Regions from separate parts of the Macaca mulatta genome. Here region 1 is linked to region 2. A link is a contact called in public Hi-C data. All regions are on one chromosome and are shown on one strand. Each heading gives the region's core, a stretch centred on a gene start, on an enhancer-like site or on the middle of the called end of the contact. The rest is flanking DNA. Distances are from core to core; before and after follow the strand shown. Region 1 holds the start of DHX58 (DExH-box helicase 58). Region 2 holds the start of NKIRAS2 (NFKB inhibitor interacting Ras like 2).

Region 1 (7,795 bases), core at 416-2,915, 91 kb before region 2:
GAAGGGGTGAGTGTTTTGTCAAAGGAGCCAGGTTGGGGGAGGGGCAGAGGGACTCAGAGCCTCAGACTTGGTGTGTCTCACCCCAGGAAGGAGCTGAAGGACCCCGACCAGCTCTACACAACCCTCAAAAACCTGCTGGCCCAAATCAAGGTGGGGAGACCAGGTTGCCTTTCCGGGGCCCCTGCACCAATGGCTGTGGCCTCTTGATGCAGTGTGAGGTGGGTGGCGTTCTCGGGCTGGCGTGGGTGCAGCAGGGCTGTCCCCAGCTCGGCTCTTCTCTCCAGTCGCACCCCAGTGCCTGGCCCTTCATGGAGCCTGTGAAGAAGTCGGAGGCCCCTGACTACTACGAGGTCATCCGCTTCCCCATTGGTGAGGACCCTCCATTCCATCTCCTTCCCCCCTCTTCCATCCCCATACCTGCTCCTGCCCTCACTGCGCCCTGCAGCCCCATGGGGCCCACCCCGGTGGACAGCCCTGCCATGGTCCTCAGCCTCTTAAAGCTGTGCTCCGCCTCCTGCTGCCCCAGACCTGAAGACCATGACTGAGCGGCTGCGAAGCCGCTACTATGTGACCCGGAAGCTCTTTGTGGCCGACCTGCAGCGGGTCATCGCCAACTGCCGCGAGTACAACCCCCCGGACAGCGAGTACTGCCGCTGCGCCAGCGCCCTGGAGAAGTTCTTCTACTTCAAGCTCAAGGAAGGAGGGCTCATTGACAAGTAGGCCCAGCTTTGGGCCACAGCCCTGACCTTGAATGTCTCCACCTCGGATTCTGATCTGATCCTTAGGGGATGCCCTGGCCCCACGGACCCAACTCAGCTTGAGACACTCTAGCCAAGGGCCCTCCGGCCCCTGATCCTGCATCCCTTTCCAGAAAGGGATGCCTTCAGGCACCCCCAAGCCTGCAGCTCTGTCCCAGCCTTCACTGTGTGTGAGAGGTTTCCTGGGTTGGGGCCCAGTCCCTCTAGAGTGGCTGGTGGGACGGGATGAACCTTGCCCAGCCGTGGTGGCCCCCAGACCTGGTCCCTAACAGCTTTGGAGGCTTGGATTCCCAGGTGGCTATTTCCCTGAGGACCAGGACTGCTCATTTTAGCTTGAGTGATGGCTTCAGGGATTGGAAGTTCAGTCCAAACTGGAGGGGGCCATGCCTTGTCCGGTACTGTACTGTCAGTCTCCCCCGGGGTGGGGGTATGGGGACCATTCATTCCCTGGCATTAATCCCTTAGAGGGAACAATAAAGCTTTTTATTTCTCTGTGTGATTGTTTCTTTGGTATAGTCCCAGCCTTAGCAGGCTCACCTTGGCCCCCCAGGGACCTCTTGCAAACTGGAGGCTGCTCTCCCCAGCAAGCCTCAGACCTGGTCCTGTGCTACACTTGCCCCCTGCGCAGCCCAGGTCTCACCTGCTCTAGTCGGGCAGACCTACCTGGCTGCAGCCCCCCACCTCTTCCCTCCTCCAGGCTGCTCCTGATCCAGATGCCAGGGCAGCAGGGGTCAGAACCTCCTGACTTAACCTTAACTTGGGTGGACGTGGTTACAACTGACCGCAAAAGGGCCAAAGCATAGAGGATCCCGTAGCAGTGAAAGAGTGCTTCCCTGTTAGCACACATGGGGCTTTTTCTCGGGCAGGGATGGGAGATTCCTAAATCGGCTCAGCTGGCTCCTCCCCTCAGTTTCAGTTTCCATTTCCGATTTCTGCTGTCTGCGCTGAGCACAGCGGCACCAGGCTGAGCTAAACAGGGCCGCCCTGGGCAGGCCTACCTGGTGGTGCAGGTGAGACCTGGGCTGGGCAGGGGGCAGGTGTAGCCTGTGTTACTCCCACCCCCACCTTTTGGCCAGAGCAGTCTCCTGAAGGGTTTTGAGCGTGTCCTCCCCCACCTCCCTCAAGTGTGGTGGAGTCCTGGGCAAAGGGAGGTCTCTGTACCGACCAGTCTGGCCAGGAGTTGGGATGAATGGAGGGGCCAGTGGGTCTGAGTCCCCGGCCATTCCCAGAATGGAGCTGTGGCCCTACCAATGGGAGGTGATCATGCCTGCCACGGCGCTGGCGCAGCGGCAGTACTCGTCCCGGAGTTTGTACTCGCGGCAGTTGGCGATGACTGTTAGCACAAACGGTTCTTTTTTATTGGTTCTTTTTCCCGGGGCGGGGATGGGAGATTCCTAAGTCGGCTCAGCTGGCTCCTTCCCTCAGTTTCAGTTTCCATTTCGGGTCTCTGAGCTGAGCACAGTAGCACTAGGCTGAATTAAGTGGGACTGCCCTGGGCAGACCTACCGACTAGAGCAGGTGAGACCTGGGCTGGGCAGGGGGCAGGTGTAGCCTGTGTTACTCCCGCCTCCCGCTTTTGGGCAGAGCAGAGTCCTGATGGGCTCTGAGGGAGTCCTGCCCCACCTCCTTCAAGTGGGGTGGAGTCCTGGGCAAAGGGAGGTCTCTGCACGAACTGGTCTGGCCAGGAGTTGGGAGGGGTGGAGGGGCCGGTGGGTCTGAGTCCCCTGCTATTCCCAGAATGGAGCTGCGGCCCTACCAGTGGGAGGTGATCATGCCTGCCCTGGAGGGCAAAAATATCATCATCTGGCTGCCCACGGGGGCTGGGAAGACCCGGGCGGCTGCTTATGTGGCCAAGCGGCACCTAGAGACTGTGGATGGAGCCAAGGTGGTTGTATTGGTCAACAGGGTGAGTGGTCTGTCCCTGCCCCACTCCCCCACCACCAAGCAGGGTCTCAGCTCTTCAGGCATCTCTCAGTCCCCGCCAGAACTCCAAAGCTGCTGTGGCCATCCCTAAGCTCACCTGTCTTTCCACCCCGGCTCAGTACCCAGCCATGCCCTGCGGGTCACCTTACCTCCCCCGCACTTCCCTGGCCCCAGATTCAGCTTTCTCTTCCCAGCTCATTCTCCACCTCCAGGTGCACCTGGTGACCCAGCACGGTGAAGAGTTCAGGCGCATGCTGGATGGACGCTGGACCGTGACAACACTGAGTGGGGACATGGGGCCACGTGCTGGCTTTGGCCACCTGGCCCGGTGCCATGACCTGCTCATCTGCACAGCAGAGCTTCTGCAGATGGCACTGACCAGCCCCGAGGAGGAGGAGCACGTGGAGCTCACTGGTGAGGGCCATGGCCAGGAGGAAAAGGATATGCATCTGGGGTACTTCCACCAACCCCAGGGCACCCACTGGAATCAAGGTGTTGGGAGTTTTTGTGGGAGTGGAGGGTTGCCTGTTCACAAAACCCCAGCAGACACTCTAGTAGAAACAGGCCGGGCTATAGTATAGGATCTTAGACAAGTCCCTTCCCCAGCTGAGCCTCGGTTTACTAATCTGTGAAATGGAGAGAAATCATCCCTGCCTGGCTCTCCATCCTGGGACACAGCTGCAAGTCGGGAAGGGAAGAAGGAATTCTTAGACTATTGTGGGGACTACCTGAAAGCTGATGGGAGGAAGGGCTTTGCAAACACAGGTCACAGCCTTCCTCCCTGTGCCCTCAGCCTTCTCCCTGATCGTGGTGGATGAGTGCCACCACACGCACAAGGACACTGTCTACAACGTCATCATGAGCCGGTACCTAGAACTTAAACTCCAGAGGGCACGGCCCCTACCCCAGGTGCTGGGTCTCACAGCCTCCCCAGGCACTGGCGGGGCCTCCAAGCTCGATGGGGCCATCGACCACGTCCTGCAGGTCAGCCTGGCCCCTGTGGGCCTCCCACTGCCAGACCCACCAGGGACTTCCCTCCCTCCCTCCCTCCCTGCCTGCCTGCCTGCCCTGCCACTACCCCATCCCCACCAGTCCTACCAGGCTCTCCATGGCAGTGTCTGGCCCCTTCCTCGCCTAAGATCCAGCCTCCAATGGTTTCTTATGGCACAAAGAATTAACTCCCAACTCTACTATGGTTTACAAAGTTCCACATGATCTATCTCTCCACCTCATTTCCTGCGCCCTCCCTGTTGTAGCTCATCCTACAGCTACACTGGCCTGCCTTCTGCATCTTGAACATGCAGGGCTTGTTCCCATCTCGTGACCTTTGCACTTACCGTTTCTTTTGCCTGGAATGCCCTTCCCTTTGAACTTTACCTGCTGCTTCCTCCTTGTCATTCATTGAACAGCTTAATGCCACCTCTTGAAAGTCCTCCCTGATCACCCCCTCTGCTCTCTGTCATGTCATCCAGTGCTATCCTCTTCAGAGCTTGTTAACGTGCTCTGCAAGGTTCTATTCTTTTTTTTTTTTTTTTTTTTTTTTTGGAACAGAGTCTCACTCTATCGCCCAGGCTAGAGGGCAGTGGCATGATCTTGGCTCCTTGTAACCTCCGCCTCCCAGGTTTAAGTGATTCTCCTGCCTCAGCCTCCCGAGTAGCTGGGATTACAGGCGCATACTACTATGCCCAACTAATTTTTTGTATTTTTAGTAGAGATGAGGTTTCACCATGTTGGCCATGCTAGTCTCAAACTCCTGACCTCGTGATTCTCCCACCTCGGCCTCCCAAAGTGCTGGGATTACAGGCATGAGCCACCATGCCCAGCCTCTTTTTTTTTTTTTTTTCTTGAGACCGAGTCTCACTTTGTCAGCCAGGTTGGAGTGCAGTGGCACGATCTTGGCTCACTGCAACCTCCACCTCCCGAGTTCAAGTGATTCTTCTGTCTCAGCCTCCTGAGTAGCTGGGACTACAGACGTGTGCCAGCATGCTTGGCTAATTTTTGTACTTTTAGTAGAGATGAGGTTTCACCATGTTGGCCAGGCTGGTCTCAAACTCCTCACCTCAGGTGATCCGCCCGCCTTGGCCTCCCAAAGTGCTGGGATTATAGGCGTGAGCCACCGCACCTGGCCGGTTCTATTATTATTTACTGGTTTATTATCTGTCTCTCCAACTCCAATCTGAGTTCCTTTGTATCCCCAGTGCCTAGAACAAGACTGGCAGAGAGAGGGCGAGCAATATTTGAGTAGACGAATGCCCACACCCGCAATGGCCCACACTGTCCTGTCCTCAGCTGGGATCCATCCTGCCCCAAAGGTTTGCCCATTGTCCCCACAGACCCTCCCTTTCCAGTAAAGTCCTCTCTGTTGCCCCCAGCTCTGTGCCAACTTGGACACGTGGTGCATCATGTCACCCCAGAACTATCGCCCCCGGCTGCAGGAGCACAGCCAACAGCCTTGCAAACAGTACAACCTCTGCCACAGGCGCAGCCAGGTATGTAGGGGCAGGGACACGGTGAGAGCGGGAGCTGGTGTCAAGTTAGGACACCTAGGCTTGGGCCCTGACTCCGCCCTCACAGGCTCTGTGACTTCAGGTCACTTGCTATGTATCTGAGCCTCAATTTCTCCTTTCTGTGAAATGGGGCAGATACAGCCCATGCCCACAGCCTGCTCTTTGGATTGACTCAGAAGGCACCGCCGGTGTCTGTCACAGCACTGACATGCTGGGGAGTGCTCTAGAAACCAGAGAGCAGGGATACTTTTTGCTGAGGCTCTACTGAGCCCTCTCCAGTATGGACACGGCCTGGTGTCTGCTATGACTGGACTGGACAAGGACTAGGTGTCAGGTCCATAACTACACCAAATGTTACATTTGGGGTCAGGTTTGAGCCCACGCCGTGGTCTGGAGGGAGGGAGTGAGGGAGCAGATAGCTGAAAGAACACTTGGGGGGCCATAGGCAGGTGAAATGTAGTTTTATTCAGCAGCTCTCTCAGCAGCAGCTCTCTCACACTGTCCACCTTTATCTGGGCTGTGTGCTCTGGCTCTGTGGCTCCTGCTGCCCCCACACCTGCAGCTGCACTCCCTGGCCTGCAAGGCCAGCTCTGTCAGGGTCAGCAGCTTAACTCTTTCCCTCTGGGCACAAGCCGGTTCCCGGCTCCCCACTGCCCACCTTCAAGGCGACCGGCCCTCCCTTACAGGAATTAGTAGCATTATTCTCTCTCTGGGCATGCCAGCGTGCCCTGCCGTGCTGAGCTGAACCGAGCCCCATGCACGGCGTCAGCAGGGCAGTTATACCTTCTACTGACAGTAGAGTCCAGTATGAACTTACACAAACAGGTTACATAGCAAGTGGAGTATGTGCCTGCCCCCTAAACTCGCTGAGTCACTCTGGCCCGGATGTCCGCCTCAGCCTATTCCTTGACCAAGGCACATCCATGTACCTTACACTAGGCATCACCGTGCCCAGGCCAAAGGGTAAGAGCACATCGTGGGTGAGACAGGGCAGGACTCCTTCACACTCCAGCCGGCCTCCCTCTGGAGCTCATCCCTCAGCTTAGACAGATGGCTGAGGCAGTCGCAGCGTGCTACACGCCGGGGTCAGCACCCCCACTGGGTGCCCATCCTCCAGTGTGTATGGGAATCCCATCCAACTCTCTTCTTGCCCAGGATCCGTTTGGGGACTTGCTGAAGAAGCTCATGGACCAAGTCCACGACCACCTGGAGATGCCTGAGTTGAGCCGGAACTTTGGGACGCAGATGTATGAGCAGCAGGTGGTGAAGCTGAGCGAGGCTGGTGAGAGGGACAGCCCCTCAGGCGGAGGCGAAGATGCTGGAGGAGTCAGGGGCGGGGCCTGCCTGGGCGGAGGCCTAGCCACTCCAGGGGCGGAGTCTGAGTGGGAGGGCCCTATGGGGCGGGACAGGGGCGGGGCTGTGGGCCGCTCAGACACTATGCCCTCTGCCCGCAGCGGCTTTGGCCGGGCTCCAGGAGCAGCGGGTGTACGCACTTCACCTGAGGCGCTACAATGACGCGCTGCTCATCCATGACACCGTCCGCGCCGTGGATGCCCTGGCTGCGCTGCAGGATTTCTATCACAGGGAGCACGTCACTAAAACCCAGATCCTGTGTGCCGAGCGCCGGCTGCTGGCCCTGTTCGATGGTGAGGGGCAGGAGGGGGATTCCGGCCCGGGGGTGATGGGACCTGGATGCGAGGTCAGAGGCCAGGGCACAGGGGACAAGGTCAGGTGGGAAGGTGCCCGCGAGGATACTGGTGGAGACCCTATTTTTCTAACCAAAATCCAAGGCCATGGGTAGGACTGATTTGTTTCCTCGTTTGTGAAGGTTTTTGCATAGTTGTTAAAATTAATTCACATTGTTGACTTTTTTTTTTAAAACAGTCGGGGTCTTGCTCTATTGCCCAGGCTAGAGGACAGTTGTGCAATCACAGCTCACTGCAACCTCGACTTAATGGGCTCAAGTAATTCTCACCCTTCAGCCTCCCAAGTAGTTAGGACTATAGGTGGGCACCACCACTCCCAGCTAATTAAAATTTTTTTTTTTGTAGAGGCGGAGTCTCACTTTGTTGCCCAGGCTGGTCTAACTCCTGGGCTCAAGTGATCCTCCTGCCTCTGCCTCCCAAAGTGCTGGGATTACGGTGTGAGCCACTGCGCCTGGCCCAGATTTTTTAAAAACATTAGTTAGGAGTGGTTCCTTTAGACTGGGAGAGTGAGGCTGAAAGTCAGAGGGTGAAATTTAATGTTGCAAATCTCAGCACAGGCTGGGGCTCAAGAGATCTGGGTAGCAGAGGTCAGAGTGAAAAGCTCAAGGGTCATCCTGGTCACTGGGAAGAAGAGGGTTCTAGTCTGAGGTTCTGTACTGTGTGACCCTGGTGTGAGGCTGGCCTTGAGAGTGGGCTCGGTAGGAGGCATCCTTTTTGTTTGTTTGTTTGTTTGAGAAGGAGTCTTGCTCTGTTGCCCAGGCTGGAGTGCAATGGCACTATCCCAGCTCACTACAACCTCCCCCTCCTGGGTTCAAGCGATTCTCCTGCCCTAGCCACCGGAGTAGCTGGGATTACAGGTGTGCATCACCATGCCCAGCTAATTTTTAGTAGAGACAGGGTT
Region 2 (6,803 bases), core at 4,113-6,612:
TCAGTGCAAGAGAAGCAGTGTCGGGGCAGTTCGGCCCCATCTCGGAGCCCCCGGGTGTCGTAGAAACGCACCTGCTCTCGCACCCCTCGGTCTGTCTCAATGGAGCCCACGTAGATGTCTTCCTGCGTCTCGATCATCTCTGAACCTGGTATAAAATGAGAAAACTGTCTGAAGTGGAGAGGGAGATGGGAAATGTGAGTTATGAGAACAGCTTAAGGCTGACCAGATGGGGAGAAAGGAATGTAGGGGGCTGAGGAGGCCAGAGAATTGACAGCCTGGCAGGACTGAAATGATTTGGGTTTAGGGGAACTAACATTAATTTCTTTTTTTTTTTTGAGACGGACTTTTGCTCTTGTTGCCCAGGCTGGAGTGCAATGGTGCGATCTCGGCTCACCGCAACCTACACCTCCCGGGTTCAAGTGATTCTCCTCTCTCAGCCTCCTGAATAGCTGGGATTACAGGCATGCGCGCAACCTACACCTCCCGGGTTCAAGTGATTCTCCTCTCTCAGCCTCCTGAATAGCTGGGATTACAGGCATGCGCCACCACGCCCGGCTGATTTTGTATTTTTAAGTAGAGACAGGGTTTCTCCAAGTTGTTCAGGCTGGTCTTGAACTCCCGACCTGAGGTGATCCGCCCACCTCAGCCTCCCAAAGTGCTGGGATTATGGGTGTGATCCACCATGCCCAGCCAATGGACATTAATTTTATGCTAATTCCATGCTAAGCACAAGTGTGATATGACAGCTTCTCCTTCCTATCTTGGACACAGGGCTTTCTCCCTCCGATTTTGTTCAGTGTTGTAGAGCTGATTTGTTGCAATGTAAGTTTTATTCTTCCAGGGCAAAAACCACCAGGAGCAGCTTTTAGCCTGTGTGTGTTGTGATCAAGCCTATTCCTTATTCTTCAACTTTTCCCACTGTTCCTCCCCCTCCAATAATACTCACCCACCACATGGTTCCCATACAGAAGCTGCTCCAGGATTGAAGTTTTGCCCACAGACGCCTGGCCACACACGACCACCTTGCAGCTCTTCCCCATGCTTAGTTTTCAACCTTGAAGAACAGAAGCACGCTGGGTGAGGTGAGGAAAGAAAGCATCAACACAGAGGGCAGTTACTAGCAGATGTTTTCTGGTGGACAAAAACCAAAACCAAAAAAATAGAAGGCAGAACTTCCATAACTGAGAGCCCAAGTTCTAAACTGAATGTGTAGTTCCAGGGTTTCAGCACCATCCCAATGCTAGTCAGAGAAAACCGATGTCTCTATGTTCACTACTGGACGGTGAGCTGTTATTTTATTCGTCTTTGTTATCCCCAGTTCCTAGCCAGTACCTGTCCCAGGGCAGGTGCTTGGAAATGCTGCCATAAAGGGAGAGGAGAGTCACTGGCCACTGGCCAGGTTCCCTTCTGTGCACAAGATGTAGAGAGGACCAATTAGTGAAGGGAACTCAGCCCAGCTTCCTCTCTTTAATCATGACCCCATGGCGAATTAAGCAGGAATAGTATTTTGTGTGGCTGTCTGAAGCCATCTGCTCCCTGGGGGGACTGAGCAAATAAAAAGGATAATCTAGGGCAGGGCACGGTGGCTCACGCCAGCACTTCGGGAGGCTGAGGTGGGCGGATCACAAAGTCAGGAGTTTGAGAACAGACTGGCCAACATAGTGAAACCTCGTCTCTACTAAAAATACAAAAAATTAGCCAGGCGTGGTGGCGGGTGCCTGTAATCCCAGCTACTTGAGAGGCTGAGGCAGGAGAATCGCTTGAACCCGGGAGCCGGAGGTTGCAGTGAGCCAAGATTGTGCCACTGCACTTCAACCTGGGCAACAGAGCGAGACTCCGTCTCAAAAAAAAAAAAAAGACAATCTGCTTTCCTGTACGACTCATCTGGACAACAATCAATTCCCTCTAAACGCCAGTCAAGTATATGGCTAAAATGAACATAAGAGAGAAAGAGTGAAGAAACCTAAGGAAAAAAAAGGCTTCAGAAAGGAGATACTTTTTGCTGCCCTTGGGCTGACAGACACAAAAGAGAAAGCTCATAGAAACCCTAAGAGGGCCGGGCGCGGTGGCTCAAGCCTGTAATCCCAGCACTTTGGGAGGCCGAGACGGGCGGATCACGAGGTCAGGAGATCGAGACCATCCTGGCTAACCCGGTGAAACCCCGTCTCTACTAAAAAATACAAAAAACACTAGCCAGGCGAGGTGGCGGGCGCCTGTAGTCCCAGTTACTTGGGAGGCTGAGGCAGGAGAATGGCATAAACCCGGGAGGCGGAGCTTGCAGTGAGCTGAGATCCGGCCACGGCACTCCAGCCCGGGCGACAGAGCAAGACTCCGTCTCAAAAAAAAAAAAAAAAAAGAAACCCTAAGAGGTCCCAGACAGGTATCTCCCCGAAGGCAAACTTCCAAACACAAGCCCCCCCGCCCCCGCCCCAAGAGCTCCAGACAAAGATCCCCCAAAGAGAGCAGAAATAGATCACTCCCAAAGACTGTCCCAAACAGAAACCTCTCCAGGGGAAGCTCCTGACACAGACCCCCTCTCCATATACTGAGACCTACAATAAAAGACACCATAAGAGTGGGCCAGAGGGGCCTCCGCCACAGATTTTCCCACGGGGGAGCCCCCATATGAATGAGAGGCAGAGACCAGCCACCTAAAGCGGCCCAGGGGCGGAGGCCGATCCTAGCGCCGGACGAGCCTCGCCTCCCAGCTCCGTACCTCCCGGGGGCCCCGCAGCACCAAGCCAGGCCCTTGGAGCGCGCGGGGACCAGGGGAGGGGCAGCGCCGCCGCACAGGATTGTCTTCCTCCCGGGTCGGTGTAGGCTCTGCCGGGCCCCGCCCCCGCCGCCTGCCCTCTCCCCAGCTTCCGTCAGACAAGACGAATTCCGGCAGCGGAGAACGGGTGCGGACCGCGCAGCTCCCCCAGAGGTCGGCGGGGGAATGACGGCCACGACCTGGCCTGGGTGTGTGCGGGAACCCAAGGTTCTAGACTCCCTGGACGCGGGCCGCTGGTTGTCCTGGTGTCTCTGAGGCCCAAATGTTCTCCCTCTAAAGGCGATCAGGGTACAGTAACTCTTCGTTTACTCAATCATTCATCCGTCGAATGTTTTCTGAGCATCTTCTCTGTCTGTGCCATGTGCAGGGCCATATACTGAGAGAAAGTGGACGAGTTAGATACGGTGGCTGCCCATCAGAACTCACGGTCTAGAGAAGCTAGATGTCTAACAATTACTGAGGTGCTGTGGGGCACAGCAAAATGGCATTTAACTTTGAGTCAGCAGACACTGAAGAGCTTGGGGGAAAGGGTGTCCTAGGGTGGAGGAAACATGGCTACAAGTCATGGCATTTTCTGGAACTATGAGAACTTGGGTTCAATATTGGTGGTAGAAAGGACCTAAATACTGGTACTCAAATTAAATCATTAAAAAAAAATAAAAGAAACAGATAATCAAAGGCTTTGTGTGGTAGGCCAAAGAGATCAAACTGACGGCAATGGAAAGCCATTGCCAATGAAGTGACATGATCAGTCCCTGAAGAAGGTCACTCTGGCAGAAGAGGCAAGACTGGACAGAGATGAAATTAGGGACCGATTAGGAGACTATTGCTGTATTCCAAGTTTTTTTTTTGTTTTTTTTTTTTTCTGTTGCTTTGTTGTTGCCGTTTTTTGTTTTTAGGGACAGGGTCTTACTCTTTTCTCCATGCTGGAGTACACTGGTGTGCTCATAGCTCACTGTAGCCTCTAACTCCTGTGCTCAAGTGATCCTCCTGCCTCAGCCTCCCAAGTAGCTGGGACTACAGATGCATGCCACCATGCCCAGCCTATTCCAAGATTTAAAAATATGATGAGTGCCTGAATCGGGATGGAAAAACGGAGATGGATTTGGGAAATATTTGGTAAGAGAATCAACAAAACTGAGCAACAAATTGGAAGCCAAGAGTGAGGATGGTTTAATCCATTTAACAAGATATGGAATTTAGGAAAGATAATAATTACATCCAGCATTTGTTTTTTCTGTTGTTCAGGTGTAGGTAGACAATGAAAAGTTAAGTTTAAATATGGTAAGCTTTGGGGATTTGTGAAACATACAAGAGATATCCAGTAGATAGTTGGATATGCAGCTGTGGAAGCTGAAGAAAGGTCTAGGTTGGAGATATGTAGAGTTGAGAGTCATCAACAGATGGAAGTAAAGCTGTGGGAATAAATGAGTTGCCTTAGAACATAAAGTGGGAAGATGGTGAGACAGGTTGGCTAGCATTAGACTGGACTATGAGCCACTGACAGGCAGGGCAGGTGGTCTGTAAGTCTTGTGCCCTCACAACCTAGCACAAAGTAGGCGTTTTGGAAAGGGCTATTGAGTGATTGGCTCAACGAATGACCCCTCCTTTCCAACCTAGTAAGCTTGTCCTATCCCTCCCTACTCAGTGGTCGCTGTGGTTTCAGTTCCCTCCACACTGGGATAGGCAGGGTAGGAGCATTGGCACATGCTGTTTTCCTGGAAGAAACAGGTAAATCCTTTTAAAAATTCCTTTGCCCTCTTCTCATTTTAGCTACTCTTAGCTTTACATTGTAAAGCTACTCCTAATACGCCTCCAATTTAACCCCAGAAAGCTCCAATTCAATTCAGCTCCACAAATAGTGGCTTGGGTGAGGGAATAACAAGACAATTAAACTGTGCCCTTGTCCCCTGTGAGTTCTCAATCCAGACCGCATTCGGCAAGACAAGCGTGATGAGTAGAGAGTTTATATAAGAGGTAGGAGTAATGGGGACACAAGAGCAGGGACCTCACCCAGCGAGCTTCCTTATAAACTCCAGGGCAGGGTCTGGGGCGCCATGTGTCAGCTTTCCTAGGCTTAATGCTGAGATGGCACTCCCAGGCGGCTGACATGAAAGCAGCCTCGTAAAAGGGTCAGCGTCATTAGGGTGATGAACCAGTTGGTGTTTGGAGATCCGGAGTGGATGAAAGGCGCAGGATGAAGACGCCCTACGTTCCCCTGGCTTGATTGGGTAGGGCTTCCAGAGAACGATGAAAGCTGGGGGAACTGGGCTCAGAGTGGCTCTTGCCTTTCCCGGGAAGAAGCTGTGAACACACTCCAAGGTCGGAAAGGTAGCAGTGGGGACTCTTTCCCTACAGTCTTGGGTCACCTGGTCCCCACCCAACCCAGACTCCACGGAGCCTTTAAGGAAGACTCTCTAGGATTGGAAGTTGCTATGGCAACGAGGCTCTTGGAATACTGAAACCAATCAAGCCCTAGAGAGGCTACCACCCGTACACCTCCATTCCCATCCACGGGTAAAGTGGCGCCGCCTACGCACAGGCACAGTCCCTGGGCTCCCGCCCCGGCGCGGAGACCACCCTGGACATCCGGGGACGGGAGGCCGCTCTGGCCCCAAGCGGAGCCTCTCTCTGGTAGACGAGCCCGAGGGAGCCCTTCTGGGCGAGGCGCCGCTGAGCTGCTCTATGCTCCAACCGGAAGTGCTCTTCACCGCCGGCCTCCCACCCAGCTCTCTGGTCCCGGCGGTAAGATGGCGGCTGCCGCGGAGTGCGATGTGGTAATGGCGGCGACCGAGCCAGAGCTGCTCGACGACGAAGAGGCGAAGAGGTAACCGGGTAGCAGGGTAGTAGAGGAGGCAAGCTGCAGCTCCGTGGCTCAGGGAAACCCGTTCCTGCCATGATGCAGCCCCCAGCTGTTGAGGCGATGCCCCGCCCTACGCAAACCCCCCCCCAATCTGAGATCAAGGCCGGATGGACCCCCTGAAGGGGCGCTCTTGGGGGTCGGCCTTCCTCTCCCGCTTCCGCCTGGCGAAGGAGCTGAGGCATGGCCTTCTTCTCCAGCTGAGAGGACGATCGTCCTTATAGGAGAGCCCGAGTCTCGGAGGGCAATTTCGGAGGTCTGGTGCGAGGGGGGGGGGGCGGCGCGGCGTCGATGACGACTTCCTTACATCGCCCCTGACTCCCTCCTTCTCGTTAACTTCTGTGCATTGTTGCCTGTCTGCACTTTCCATCTCTAAAACCTTTGCTCTCCTCCCCCCGTTTTCCTTTTCGATCACTAGTCTGGGTTCGAGGTGATTGTGTGTCTCCATAATTGACCTGGTTGCCCCCGGTTATCCCAGAAGTCAAGGATGATAGAGAAAAAGGGAAGAGCGAGGGGCTTATCTCGTGTTCTCTGTGTCAGACTCCTCTTCCCCTATCCTTCCTGGGTGATCTTTATCCTTCCCAGCACTGTTCTTTCTTAAGTTAAGCACCAAGGAAGAGGGCAACTGCTTGGGCGCTGTTGGCACACCGAAGCAGCCGCAGTGGTTCGAGACTGCCAGTCGGACTAGCCAAGGGAGCTGCTGAGTGAGTGGTTTTCGAGAACGCTCTAGATTCTGGCAACAGGCCAGATTATTGGAAATGGGGTTGGGACAGAGTTGTGGGTAGTCATACGTGTTCTAATACTAAAGCAGAATTGACAAGAAGGTTCTAGAAGTTTGGAGCCCTTTCCTTATCAGCTGCAGGTTAATCTGACCCTTTTGTTCAAGATGCCTACAGTGCCCTCAGTCTTATTCCCACATACTTTATATTTTCATACCAAGCCCGTTATGTCTTCAGGCTGGGTAATTTGAGGTGGTGATGTAGAATTAGTTCATGAGATCTGAAATCAGGATTCTGAGATTTTTACTATCTGATGAGTTAGAAATATAAGAACGGAGGCCATGAATAGTTATCAAGCTTGAAGGTTGTTACCACAGCCAGTGTCTCAAGTTCCTGATCTGTTGGGAGCTGGGGGGCCTGACAAAGTGTAATAGGTCCCTGGGATATCAGA

The links. A called contact is a pair of places that touch in the nucleus more often than the background predicts.
Region 1: a Hi-C map of CD4 T cells shows a contact between it and region 2, with 3 times the contacts expected there. The contact joins the promoter of DHX58 here to the promoter of NKIRAS2 in region 2. A contact is called at or near these places in 6 of 14 Hi-C or Micro-C datasets (CD4 T cells, cortical neurons, fetal cortex germinal zone and 3 more).

The regions. Positions count from the first base shown.
Region 1 is chr16:66,444,526-66,452,320 of T2T-MMU8v2.0, reverse strand. DHX58 (DExH-box helicase 58) reads left to right here and starts at 1,665. Exons shown (of 14, transcript XR_013406801.1): 1 at 1,665-1,768; 2 at 2,496-2,664; 3 at 2,894-3,095; 4 at 3,475-3,665; 5 at 5,054-5,170; 6 at 6,344-6,470; 7 at 6,643-6,834. It overlaps KAT2A (lysine acetyltransferase 2A), which reads left to right. Exons shown (of 17, transcript XR_013406792.1): 15 at 87-150; 16 at 285-369; 17 at 527-1,250.
Region 2 is chr16:66,358,228-66,365,030 of T2T-MMU8v2.0, reverse strand. NKIRAS2 (NFKB inhibitor interacting Ras like 2) reads right to left here and starts at 5,362. Exons shown (of 4, transcript NM_001194812.2): 1 at 5,314-5,362; 2 at 947-1,054; 3 at 1-145. The coding sequence starts at 1,040. It overlaps DNAJC7 (DnaJ heat shock protein family (Hsp40) member C7), which reads left to right and starts at 5,500. Exons shown (of 14, transcript NM_001261251.1): 1 at 5,500-5,600. The coding sequence starts at 5,524. It overlaps LOC144335717 (a long non-coding RNA gene), which reads right to left. Exons shown (of 2, transcript XR_013406839.1): 2 at 5,505-6,220.